2 separate regions of the Mus musculus genome follow, and region 2 is linked to region 1. Evidence: chromatin contacts called from public HiChIP or PLAC-seq data. All regions are on one chromosome and are shown on one strand. The core of a region is the stretch at or near the end of the contact, and the rest is flanking DNA. Distances in the headings are between cores, read along the strand shown. Region 1 overlaps Lactbl1 (lactamase, beta-like 1). Region 2 overlaps Wnt4 (wingless-type MMTV integration site family, member 4).

Evidence for each region. HiChIP or PLAC-seq counts read pairs in DNA pulled down with a chosen protein or histone mark.
Region 2: an H3K4me3 HiChIP or PLAC-seq map of forebrain shows a contact between it and region 1, with 6 times the contacts expected there. The contact joins two enhancer-like sites. A contact is called at or near these places in 7 of 484 Hi-C or Micro-C datasets (the G1E-ER4 cell line, cerebellum, cerebral cortex and 1 more), 5 of 115 datasets of contacts at active chromatin or transcription factors (differentiating embryonic stem cells, embryonic basal ganglia, embryonic midbrain and 2 more) and 1 of 9 other capture datasets (embryonic stem cells).

What each region holds. Positions count from the first base shown.
Region 1 is chr4:136,634,473-136,640,886 of GRCm38.p6, forward strand. It overlaps Lactbl1 (lactamase, beta-like 1), which reads left to right. Exons shown (of 8, transcript NM_001243262.1): 7 at 1,295-1,400; 8 at 2,628-3,638. The coding sequence ends at 3,612. Among named protein-coding and RNA genes, the nearest start is that of Lactbl1, 15 kb to the left of the region's middle. Within about 2 kb of position 3,054, at least 76 of the 459 cell types and tissues checked have an H3K27ac peak or open chromatin away from gene starts, as enhancers often do. A contact at or near this core is called in cerebral cortex and forebrain, where this site is marked.
Region 2 is chr4:137,297,386-137,303,576 of GRCm38.p6, forward strand. Wnt4 (wingless-type MMTV integration site family, member 4) reads left to right here. Exons shown (of 5, transcript NM_009523.2): 5 at 1-2,116. Among named protein-coding and RNA genes, the nearest start is that of Wnt4, 23 kb to the left of the region's middle. Within about 2 kb of position 4,471, at least 19 of the 459 cell types and tissues checked have an H3K27ac peak or open chromatin away from gene starts, as enhancers often do. A contact at or near this core is called in cerebral cortex and forebrain, where this site is marked.

The sequences.
Region 1 (6,414 bases), core at 1,804-4,303:
CCTCACATTCTCGATGTAGCTGAAGATGACCTTGAAATCCTGATCCTCCTGCCTCCACCTCCCAAGTGCTGTCTCCAAGCCAGGCTGTTTGTCACAGTCGACTGGAGATCAGCAGTGCAATGAACCAAGCTCCCGCTGTAGAGAAAAGGGCACATAGTCCCCGTGAGTGAGAAATTTTATTTCTAGAAAATTCTACCGAAGGTGACCTCACCCTGTGTAGCGTGAAGCATGCTCGCAATTATTCACTGCCTAGTGTTTACAGTAAGGAGAGAGGAGCCAGTGTGGGGGCACAGAGTTGAAGCTCAGCACTCGCAAGAGGAGGTAAGAGAATCAGGGGTTCAAGGGCATCCTGGGCTACATAGTGAGTTCAAAGCCAGCCTGGCTTCCCATGAGACCCTCTTAAAACACCAAAACCAAAACAAGGAGAAATAACCTCGTGGTGGCGCACGCCTTTAATCCCAGCACTTGGGAGGCAGAGGCAGGAGGATTTCTGAGTTGGAGGCTAGCCTGGTCTACAGAGTGAGTTCCAGGACAGCCAGAGCTACACAGAGAAACCCTGTCTCGAAAAACCAAATAAAATAAAATAAAATAAAATAAAATAAAATAAAATAAAATAAAATAAAATAAAATAACCTACATGTTCCTCACTAGGGGAATGGCTTTGGCATAAAATTCTATATAGCTCTAAATGATAATGTTCTTTGTTCACTGATATGAAATAAAATGTTAAGGAGAAAGTACATGTATATATATATACTACAGAAATAAACATAAAAATATATAAATACACTAACTATAAAAACCTGTTTATGATGAGGCGGGTGTAATGTACTTGATTATATAACATGCCGTGTATTATATAAATATTATTCTTTTTTACATCTTTAATTTGTCTCGGTGGGGGGGGGGCGACGTGCATGCTATGATACTTGAATGGATGTCAGAGGACAACTTGTGGGAGTTCTTTCCACCATGGGCATTTTGTGGATTGAACTCAAGGATTGTTGGCAAGCACCTTTAGCAGAGAAGCCATCTTGCCAGCCCTAAGTATTAAATATTTCAGGATGTAGTAAATGCCTGTGGAAGGGCTGGGCTTTGTGGTATCTGCCGGCAATCCCAACACTTGGGAGGGAGAGTAGAGAGAAGAAAGAGACAAGAATGTTTGCTTCTAGGAAGGGGAGCTGGTGGCTGGCTGCAGTGGGAGGCATGGGGGAAATGACTGAGTGTTGTTCTAGGGAAGGGACTTCTCTAGCAGTGCACAGGTCCTGCAGGTCTGACCACTGCTCTTTCCCAGGACTTCCCCGAAGACTCCGGGGCACTTCACTGCTGTGGAGGGGCAGCACCCAGGAGGCTCTGAGCCTGCTCAAGGATGATGTCCTGGTGGCTGACCCAGGAACCAGGTGAGGAGCGTGCCCTGAAGTCCAGCCACACATCCTACCAGATGGTCAGAGTCAGGAAGGTTCTGGGGATCGCTGAATAGAGTCCATCAGATACCCAGAAAGACTAAAGCCTGTAGGGGCAAGCATAGCAAGGTTTGGGAGAGCTGGACCCAGAACCCAGGTCTGTTCCAGTCTCCCTGTCCCTCATCAACTGGATTTATTAAGAGTCTACTTGGGGGTTGGAGAGATGGCTCAGCAGTTAAGAACTGGCTGTTCTTCCAGAGGTCCTGACTTCAATTCCTAGCAACCACATAGTGGCTCTCAATAATGGGATCTGATGCCCTCTTCTGGCACACAGGTGTACATGCAGACAGAACATTCTTATACATAAAATAAATAAATCTTAAAAAAACAAAAAAGAATCTACTTAATCATAACATTTGGGAAGCAGAGACAGGGACTAGAGAGATGCAGGCCAGTTTAGGTTACACAATGAGATTTTCTAAAGCAACCAACCAAAACCAAAAACAAGACACCAGAAGCAATCAAGGAGACTGCATCTGGCTACAGCAGCAAACACATCTTAAGTTAGGTTTTTACTGCTGTGTAGAGACACCATGACCAAAACAACTTTTATAAAGGAAAACATTTCATTTGAAGTTCAAATGGCTTACAGCTTCAGAGGTTGAGTCCACTATCATCATAATGGAAAGCAAGGCAGTGTGCAGGCAGATAGGGTGCTGGAGGAGCTGAGAATTCTACATGTTGAGCTGAAAACAGCAGAAGGGGATTGTAATGCCATACTGGGCGGAGCTTATGCATAGGAGGCCTCAAAGCCCACCTACAATTCCTCCAATGAGGCCACACCTCCTCCGATGAGGCCACACCTCCTAATAGTTCTACTTCCCAAGGGCCAAGCAAATTTAATCCACCACAATGACGAAGGCCCTTTTTACAGTTTGCACTGGTGAGGGAGTCACAGCGAAGAAATAAACGACACAAATAGAGTTTTGCCATGATGGATATCAATAGTAAACAGTTAAAGAAAGGTCTGACCTATGAACAGGAAGTTTAGCTTTGCGAACTTGGGGTAGGGAGTGAGGGATAAGACAAGTGGACAGGGCCAGATTTCCCTCTGCTTCGCCAAATACTAGACTGGCCTTGCTTCCTTTCTCTCCCTCCTGGTGCCACCACACTGTCCTGGAGATCATGTAGAGCACCCTATCCTTGCCCCCTTTCTCCCTCCAGATGCCACTACAGCACGCTGGCCTTCTCTCTCCTAGCCCATGTGCTGGCTGCGCACAGGGCACAGGGCGACTATGAGCGCTGGGTGTCTGAGCAGGTGCTGGAACCGCTGGGGATGAGTGACACCGGCTTTGCACTGACAGGAACAGTGCGTGCACGTCTGGCTGCTGGCTTCTATGGCAGCGGCAGGTCCGCCCCGCTCTACGATCTGGGCTGGTACCGGCCATCGGGCCAGATGTACTCGACAGCTGCAGACCTGGCCAGGCTTGCGGCTGCGCTCCTGGGTGCAGGTCCCCGACGGCTGCTACGGCCCGACAGCCTGGCCACATTGCTAGCACCACTACGCGCCTGCGCCCACGGCTACTTTGCTAGTGAAACCGGTACACCCTGGGAGTTCCACGAGAGGCGTGGATACCGCGTGGCGCGCAAGGATGGCGACTTGGACGGCTATGCCGCCAGCCTGGCGCTCGTGCCACCGCTGCGCTTGGGATTTGTGCTGTTGCTAGCCGGGCCTCGCCCTCCCACGCGCGACCTGGTGGCTGACGCCCTGGATACGCTGCTGCCAGCCCTGGAGCGCGCATTGCGAGAGGCTGAGCTTGCCCCCGCGCCCCCGCCCCGCGCGCGCCCGTTCGCTGGCTTTTTCACCTTCGCCAACCGCACCTTCTACGAGGTGCGCGCCGCCGGGCCGCGTGGCGAGCTGCGCTTGCGCCAGTTTGGGCCGCGCGTGGAGGCGCTCGTGCCCGCCGCCTTCCGATCGCTCGCCCTGCGCCACGTGCGCGGCCGCGTCTTCCAGTTGCACGTGGCGCGCGAGTTCCCGTGCGCGCTGCCGCTCGCCGACGCCTGGTTGTCTCTGGAGTCCCAGCACGGCCAGCTGGTGCGGTTCTACCCACTGGATCGCCACGGGTTGGCGCCGGGCTTCGACGTACCGGGCCTCAACACCTACGGAGTGCTGCGCTTGCCACGCAGGCCAGTGTTCAGCTCCCAGTGAGCTGGGCATCCCTACGTGCATGCGCCCACACATGCCTTTGCATTGCCCATGCTTGCAACCCCTATGCGGGCCTCCAGCCTTCCCATGCCCACCTGCAGCTTTCCTTTTATCTGCAGCCTCCCTGTCTCCTCAACCCCCCCCCCCCCAACCTCCCCCTAACCCCATAGCTTCTCATGCTTGCAGCCTCTCTTTCCCCACACTGCCTGACAACCTCTTGCTCACCCCCATCCCCGTGGCAACCTCCTCTGCCTTTGGCCTCACCCCACTTGAGCCTCTTCATACCCGCAACCTCCCTTGTATGGGGATCTATCCCACTCCAGCGGTCCCCTTCCTCCAGCTTCCTACCGGGGCTTGGCAGGGAGACCAACCAGAGGACACAGTAGTTGGCAAAGTGGAGTCTTCTTGGACCACAGCTGGTTTCAAACTCCCCTTACTCACCTGAGAGGAAGAGTTAGTTATACAGGAATTTCAGTAAGCATTTAAACATTTAGGTGTTGTCCAGACCCGATAATACAGACCAGTGCTTGTGTCTGTTGAAAAAAAGGACAAAAGGCCAGGATCGGTGTCTCTTAAAAACTACTCTTATCGGGCTGGGGTGGGGTGTTGCTCAGAAAATAGAGAGCTTGTGCAGGACCCTATAAACACAGTGAGGTGGTTCCCACCTGCGACTCCACGATTGGAGAGGAGGAGGTGGGTGAATCAGAAGTTTCAGGTCACAGGAGACACTTTTAAAAAGAACAACAGTTTTTGTTTCTAATTGAGTTATAATGTGCCTAAAACTAAAGGCACCATCAGGTTTGTTTAGGCATTTATTTAGTAGGCCCGCATATAGAACCCAGGGCACCAAGTGCTAGGGTAAGTGCTTAACTAAGGGAGCTACAGCCCCAGCTTGAGCTGGCCGATTTTACACCCATCCGGGCTATCAAGATACAGAAGAGTCCCGCCATTCCTAATCCACCCGCCTATTCTTCCTTTGTGGTCACTCCCCTCCCTCTGCTCCTCCCCCCAGCTCCAGGCAACCACAGATCAGCCTCCTGTCAGTTTAGATTCTTTTCACCCGCTCCAGAGTTGGTGCGAATGGGAGCACACAGAGGTTTTAGGTACATCTCCTTGGGCTCAGCGTGCTGGTTTTGAGGTCCGAGTCTTTGTGTGTGTCCATAGTTCATCATTGCTTTTTATTCCACGGTATGGCCATGACAGTTTGTCTTTTCACCCGCTGATGGACATTTGGGTTGTTTCCAGAGGGGAAGAGGGGACTGTTTGGAAAAGAGGCCTGCGTGCAAGATTCCTGTGTCCGCAGGCTTTCTGTGTCCGCAGGCTTTCTGTGTCCGCAGGCTTTCTGTGTCCGCAGGCTTTCTGTGTCCGCAGGCTTTCTGTGTCCGCAGGCTTTCTGTGTCCGCAGGCTTTCTGTGTCCGCAGGCTTCCATTGCTTTGGGGCAAGTTTCTAGATGTGACCGCCCGGCAGTTTTCCAAAAGCCTGTGCCTCATTCCTTCCCCACACGGAAATAGGTGGCAATTCTGTTGCCTATACACACACACACACACACACACACACACACACACACACACACACACACACACACACACATATATATGGAGACACTTGGCTCTGTCGGTCTTTTTAATTTTAGCCATGGTAGTTCTGAAATCATATCGCACTATGGTTTTAACTGTATTCTATTTATTGAATTGTAAAAGATATATATGTATGTATAAGATATATATGCACACACCATTTCTCTGGATTCGGTTCCCCCTAGTCTTTGGATTAATTTTGCATTTTCTTTTTTTATGTAAGTCAGTATTTATGTTATGTATTTTGAGACACACTCTCCTGTAGTCCAGGCTGGCCTGGAACACAGTATGTAGCCCATGGTTGACCTTGAACTTCTGACCGTCCTACTTCTACCTCTGAGGATTGAGATTACAGGCATGCACCCCCATACCTTTTTTTTTTTTTTTTTTACATAGTACTGGGCCCAAACCCTCGGGTTTCATGCATGCTAGGTAAGCTATATCCAAGCTAGGTAAGTTCTATCCAAGCTATACACCCAACCCCTGTTCTTCGGAAGGTTAAAGACAATGTTTATATATGTATGTAGTAGTTGGGGTGTGTTCTCATGAGCACTGGTGCCCTAGGAGGCCAGAAGCAGGTGTCAGAGCTGGAGTTACAGGCTGCTATGCACCTGTGGATGTGGGTGCCAGGATCTGAACTCAGGTCTTCTTGCAGTATGAACTCTAACTACTGAGCTCCCCCACACTGGGTATTACAACTTTAAAGACAGGGTCTCACTATGTTGGGCAGACTCTCTTTGAATTGGACATCTTCTTGCCTTGGCCCCCTGGGTTGCTGAGATCACAGTCATATGCCACTCTGACTGGCCCATTTTCTTAAGGATGTACTTTGAAGAGCATTTTGATGGATTCATGCCTGTTTTGAATCTAATGCAAATTTAGGGGTTGCATTTTGTACTACACACATGCACACGTGTGAGAGGTTGAACCCAGGGCCTCATGTGCGGCGCTAGGCAGATGCCCTACCAGTTAGCAGTATGCTCAGCTCCCACGTGTCTTTTAAAAGTTTTGACATTTAATTTTGAGATAACTATAAATCCCTACACAAGTATCAGAAATAACTAGTGTGGCCTTTAGCCGGTTTCTTCTCTCAGCGACATCTTGCAGAATGTTGTAAGGTGGTTGGTCTAATGCAGCCAGAGGTTCTCCTCGGCACTGCAGGAAGTCCTAGCTCCTAGCTACCTCTACCTGCTCCCCAAGCCTCCCCCTTCCCTTCAGCCCCAGCAA
Region 2 (6,191 bases), core at 3,221-5,720, 660 kb after region 1:
CAGATATCAGGTTAAAGGCTAAGGGCTCTCGGCCCTCATGCGAGCAGCTAGATTCCAGGCAAGCAACCGTGAGTTAAGACAAGGATGCCCAGCCAGGCGTGGTGGTGCATGCCTTTAATCCCAGCACTCAGGAGGCAGAGGCAGGTGGATTTCTGAGTTCGAGGCCAGCCTGGTCTACAAAGTGAGTTCCAGGACAGCCAGGACTATACAGAGAAACCCTGTCTCGAAAAACCAAAAAAAAAAAAAAAAAAAAAAAAAAGACAAGGATGTCCACGTGAGGCCAGCCCACCTCCACCTCAAACTCCTCCATGAGAGGGGAAACCTCCCCTATTCCCAGACTCTCCTAGGCAGGGTTAGGCTGTCATCCTGGATTAGGTCCTAGCTTGGGCCTGGCAAGTCGCACACCCGCCCCCTGTTATGAGTCACCCTCGCAGTTTTGTCCTCTGTGAAGCTGAGAATGGAAATGTTGCAGAGACAGGAAAGGGCTGTGCAAAGAGATCCCACCCTGTGATATCTCCCTCACTTAACAAAACCTAGTGAGCAAACACAATGCCCCATCAGCCCCTGTCCTAGGGTATCTCCCTGGATGATGACATCTGTCCTGGGAACAAACATGGATGCCCACCCACTCTTTGCAGCAGGTAATGATGCCTGTCAGCCTCACAAGACCTTGGCAGAGGCAGAGCCGGGCTCCTCCCTGGGCCTGAGCAGTGGGCTAGGAACTCTGGCTATAACTAAAGGCACAGGGAGACAAGGCAGTAGGAGCCAGAGACCACAGGCTGGGTTGGAGCCCACAGGGCTGCAAAGGGCTAAGAGGCTGAGTGGAGAGGGGGACAGCTGGAGGGCTGACTAATTAGGTCTCAGAATCCAAGGTACCTCCATCTCCAGGACCCTGGGTCCCCAAGGCCTCGAGTACAGTAAGGACAAAAGGTTCCCCAAGGGACATACCATACCTGGTGCCTGGCCCAGAACACCAGCCAGACTGTCAAGAACCTACCAAATGCTCTGTGAACAGGACACACAAAGAATCAACTGCCTCTCGGCTGGATGACCAAGCCTCAGAGGAACTTTCCAGCCTGATGTCCAAGTGGCTCCCATGTCCAGGACTCCAGGTTCGATGCTTCCACTCTGAGATCCCCTTGGGAACTCTGCAATCCCAAGCTCTTTGCTATTGGGTGGTGCAAACGCCAAATCCAGGATTCTGAATACGGGGCGCAGGCCTGCACAAACTCTCCTCTGGGCCTGTGGTTTGTGCCTTTCTGGCGTTGGCTCCCTGACGAAGAGGGTCAACACCCTTGGCCCCCATCCAAGCTCTCTGCTCATTGTCCATCTGAAGAGGCAGCCAAAACCAAGTGAGATGCTGGAACCACATTCAAATGCAAGGATAATCTTGGGCAGGCCGTCTCTGATGTGGATGAAAGCTGAGCTGACCAAGGGTCCCCACAGCTGCCCGGCTGGGCCCACTGATCCTCTGGTAGACTTAGTTCAGCACCAGGGAAGATGTGAGGACCCCACACACACACACACATACACAGAGCCAGGCCCAAACTAAGGAAGCATGGGGCCACCCCTTCAGAGAATGCTGAGCCAAGTTCCACATCCAGTGGGGTCGAGACTGCTTGTCATTTTGTGGACACTATACCAAGAAGGCGGGTCCCTAGCTCCCCTGTGCTGATCCTCTCAGAGTCCTGCAGGCTGTGACTAGGTGAATCAGACCACAGGCTAGAACCACTGCCCAGGCCAAAGAAATTCACAGCCATGGTGGGGGACGTGGGAGGGGGGGGGGGAGCTTCACTGGACTTGTCCAGCTCCAAACTGTCTCAAATATAAAGAGCTGGCAAAGGCGTGACGTAGCTCAGCATATTTGGGTCCCACAGGACCCAGGAAGCTGTCCAGAAGGTCCACTTCCTACCTGAACCACTCTCTACTGTTGTTGTCACAAGGCAAAAGTGGCATTCCTTCCTCCAAGGCCAGGGCTGGAAAAGCCAGCTCCGGATGCTGCTACTCTACCGTGCTGCCCCACCCCGTCCTCCAGTTTTTATATGAGGCTCCTTGGCATTGTGACATCCCCACGGCATAGTCTGAGATGCACGATAAAAATGGTTATTTCTCTATCTGCCAATTTGTAGCTGTGACTTTCTTTTTTTTTTTTTTAAGAGAATAGGGACCAAAAAAAAAAAAAAAAGAATACTCATTTCCTTTAGCCCAGCAGTGGTGGCGCACGCCTTTAATCCCAGCACTAGGGAGGCAGAGGCAGGTGGATTTCTGAGTTTGAGGCCAGCCTGGTCTACAGAGTGAGTTCCAGGACAGCCAAGGCTACACAGAGAAACTCTGTCTCGAAAAACCAAAAAAAAAAAAAGAGAGAGAGAGAATAGGGAGAAGAGGGATGCTTCGAGAAGCACATGGGTAAAGCAGGTAGTATTTGCTAAGTAAGTATTTATAGAGCAAATTCTGAGTATGGGAACATCCCGCCCCTGCCCTTCTGCCTCTAAAGAACTGGACTGCGGCCTATCAGGACCTACCCAACGTTGTCTGAAACCATCGACAGCAACTTGGTCTACACCTCACTACTCCCATGAACAGCTATGTGAACTTTGCCCTGACTTAATTGATCACTCATTTCAAGTGTTTGTGTGTGTGTGGGGGGGGGGGGGGGGGGTGGGTGGGTGGGTGTGGGGGGGGGAGGGGGTAGAAACCTGATAAAAACAGGTGTTGATCAATGCGGGACATAGGGGACAATGGAACAGAATCGCATTCCCATCTTGAGATGAAGGAACCAGAGACCTGTGGCCAGAAGGGAATTAGAGAAATGAAACCAGTCAAATGAAGGGATGGGGGTGTTTATAGGACAATGACATGACACTGCGCGCGTGCTCGCGTGCACACGCACACATGCGCACGCACACGCGCACACACACAGACCCTGGGAACCCCTATCCTTAGTGGTGAAGTCCTCACTCATTCTCACCGGTCTGTTCCTACTTGAAATGATGAGACATTTCATCAGACACAGCACAGCTGGGCTGCTAACCCAAACACCTGCTGACGCTAGGAGTGTGCTTTCTGAGTGGCAGGCCAATGTGTGTTTGACCAGCAGGCAGGATGAGGTCAGGGGAGGACCTGGGATGGTGGAGCAGAGGGGAGCTCAGAGGAGATTGCAGTCACAAACATGGGGTTTGTGAGAACCGCCATGCTACCATGTCCCTTAGATGACCTGCTGTCCTCTGTGGAGCTCATTTCCTCTTCTGCAATATGGCGCTTCCCACCACAGGCTTCATATGGGGATATATAACAGGATGCGTTTCCTGGAGATATAGTGAAGAAGACAGAGGAATACAAAGCTAAAGGGACACCAGCCGCCCAGAGTTGAGATCATCAGGACCAGACACTCAGGCAGCATCTAGGAAGCTGAGGCCAGAGAGCAGCCTAGAAACTGCTATGAGCCACTCCACTCCACGGTGGTCAAGAAACAGGGGAAAGGAGCATAGTTGGAGGTGCAGGCAGGAACCTCAAAGCTGCAGTGGGCGTGCCGTAGGTGCTGTAGAGTGGATGGCACTCAGCTCCCAGGCTGGGTCATGTCCTGGGAACTCGGGCTCAATGGTGTCTGGGTAGAGTGTGTAGAAGCCGGGCGTGGTGGCGCACACCTTTAATCCCAGCACTCGGGAGGCAGAGGCAGGCGGATTTCTGAGTTCGAGGCCAGCCTGGTTTACAAAGTGAGTTCCAGGACAGCCTGGGCTGTACAGAGAAACCCTGTCTCAAAAAACCAAAAAAAGAAAAAAGAAAAGAAAAAAAGAAAATGCCATAGAGAGCAAACAAGCCCTCCTCCACGGGATGTATGGCGATACCAAAGGTAGCTCTGGTCAACTCTGCCAATCGAGGCCAAGAATACAAAGGGTACTCATACTAAGATGGGGTAGAAACTGAGTGAGGAGAGGGCGGGAGATAGGGAGGACACACAGGAGGGACAGAGAGGCGTGGGAAGGTGCCGAGGCTCTATGGGTGGCAGCTGCTGTAAGGAGTTCAGCAGATTCTTAGTTCGGAGCAGGAAGTGCTGAGCTTCGACACTGATTCCAAGTGGGGTGAGTATCTAAGAATGCAGGAGAGAATGGTGAGGAGTGTGGCCTGGCCTTCTCCAGGGGGTGACCTCACAGGCACCCCCCATTTCTTCTTGAGTCGATACTGATGACCCCCTACCCTTTTCTCAAGGGTGCAGGCCAAGCAGGCGTTGACAGGGGAGGAGAGAAGGGACCCTTTAGGGCCAGGACCCCAAGGCTGGCATGGTGCCTGCTTAGAGAGAAGGGGACTAAAGGCCCAGCCCTTGTCAGCATCCCGGCCGGCACTTCGGAGGCAATTAGCAGCCCAGCTGAGCTAATCCCCCCGCCTGGCAGGGCCAACACAAACAGGCCCAGGCCGGGTGCACACTCGCCTCCCTGTTTGCTGAGGGGCCCGGTGGTCCGCCAAGAACAACATCTGCAACCCGGGGCCTTCTCTAGGTTAAAAGCGGGACCCAGCCTCACTGAAGGGTTGACAGTGCCCAACAGAGCATGCTCTGGCCAGATGCCCGCGCTGCCCCAGAAAGACTGCCGCTGTTCCCATGCTTTGGGCCAGCAGGGAAGAGGAAGCTGGACACACGGAGCGGTGCGTTCTGAGTCAGCACACGCCTCCACCCATGCCACCTGTGAGGGAGAAGGCCTCTGCCATCTTAGCCAGCGGGAGCGGGATCCTTTGGTCTGGCCCAAGGATGCAGGCTCCATGCTGGGTTGGGAGCCAACAGGCAGGTGACCCCAGGCCCTTGCCTTCAAAAAGTTGTCACCAATCTAGTCAAAGAACAGATTGGGTCCTGAAGTGTGGCCAAAATCTAGCCCCATCCGCACCCTCAAGACCTGGTGAGGTTAAAGGTGAATTCCCAAGACAAAGTGGGAAGGCTAGTACATGAGAAGAAACAAGCAGAGACCCAAAGACTGACAAATGGAAGGGAGGAGATGGTGCGGAGGAAGACGGCCACAAGCTGGGGGTTGGGGACAGAGGCTATTCTGTCAGCTTCGACAGCTCGGCTCAGTGATCACTGGGACAGACAAGTCCCTTCTCAGACCCCACTTCTGGATTCCAGACAAGTTTCGCCTTCGTCAGACCTACTAGCTCTGGGACATCAGTTTAGGATCACGCCCTCTACTTTCAGTTTGGTTCTTTCCCTGCCCAAAGACTCCCGCTCCTCACCCACTGCGCCTTCACAGGGCCCTTGTGAGACACACTGGCCACAAAAGGACAACAGCCTCCCGGGAGCTTCCACCTGGGAAAGCGAGGACCACACACACCTCTGATTGGGCCAGGTCACCTTTGGGTCACTGAGTGGGTCACCAGTGCTTGGCACCATGAAAACCACCCACCAGCGTCCGTCTTAGACACAAATAGCTGAACATAAGGATTTCCTGTGAGACAGCGCTGAGGCAGGCATGGTTTCTATGCTTAAGCTGAAGACTGAAGCCCACAGAAGGGAAGACACTTGCTTCAGGACCAAGCCCAGAGCTCTGGCTTTCTGATCAGATGCCAGTTTGTCAGCAGAGGCCTTGCCCAGTGCCACCACACTTGCTTCTGATGCTTCCTAGCCAGAGGGCCACAGAGCCTTTAACCTCCCCTCCCCCCACTCCCTCCCCACAACCCCTACAACACAGCATCATCTATGGCTGTACTGATCTCCATAAGGGAACCTGCACACAGCTTTCTCTTCAAGGCAGAGGGTGAGGAAGCTGGAACAGGAAAGAGGAGCCCTCTGAAGCCGCCACCCAGATGCTATGGCAGACTCTGTCCCCGTTCCAAACTGCCAGATAGACTGTCATGTTCTTGCTTGTAGGACCCAGGGGCTGTCAATCTACCATCTAAACCCTTTACTACTTTTGGGCTACATGACACTTGGCTCTAGAACCACAGATCTCTTAATCCCAAGAGGGTCACGACCCTTTCGCAGGGGGTCACCTAAGGCCACCAGAAAACACAGATATTTATATTATCATTCATAACAGTAGCAACATTACAGTTATAAAGTAGCAATGAAATAATTTTATGGTTGGGGGTCACCACAACATAACGAACTGTATTAAAGGGTCACAGCGTTAGGAAGGCTGAGAACCACTGGTCTAGAAGATTCAGCATAGACTAAGGTATATAGATGAGAGGAGTCCTTTCCCCCTGTA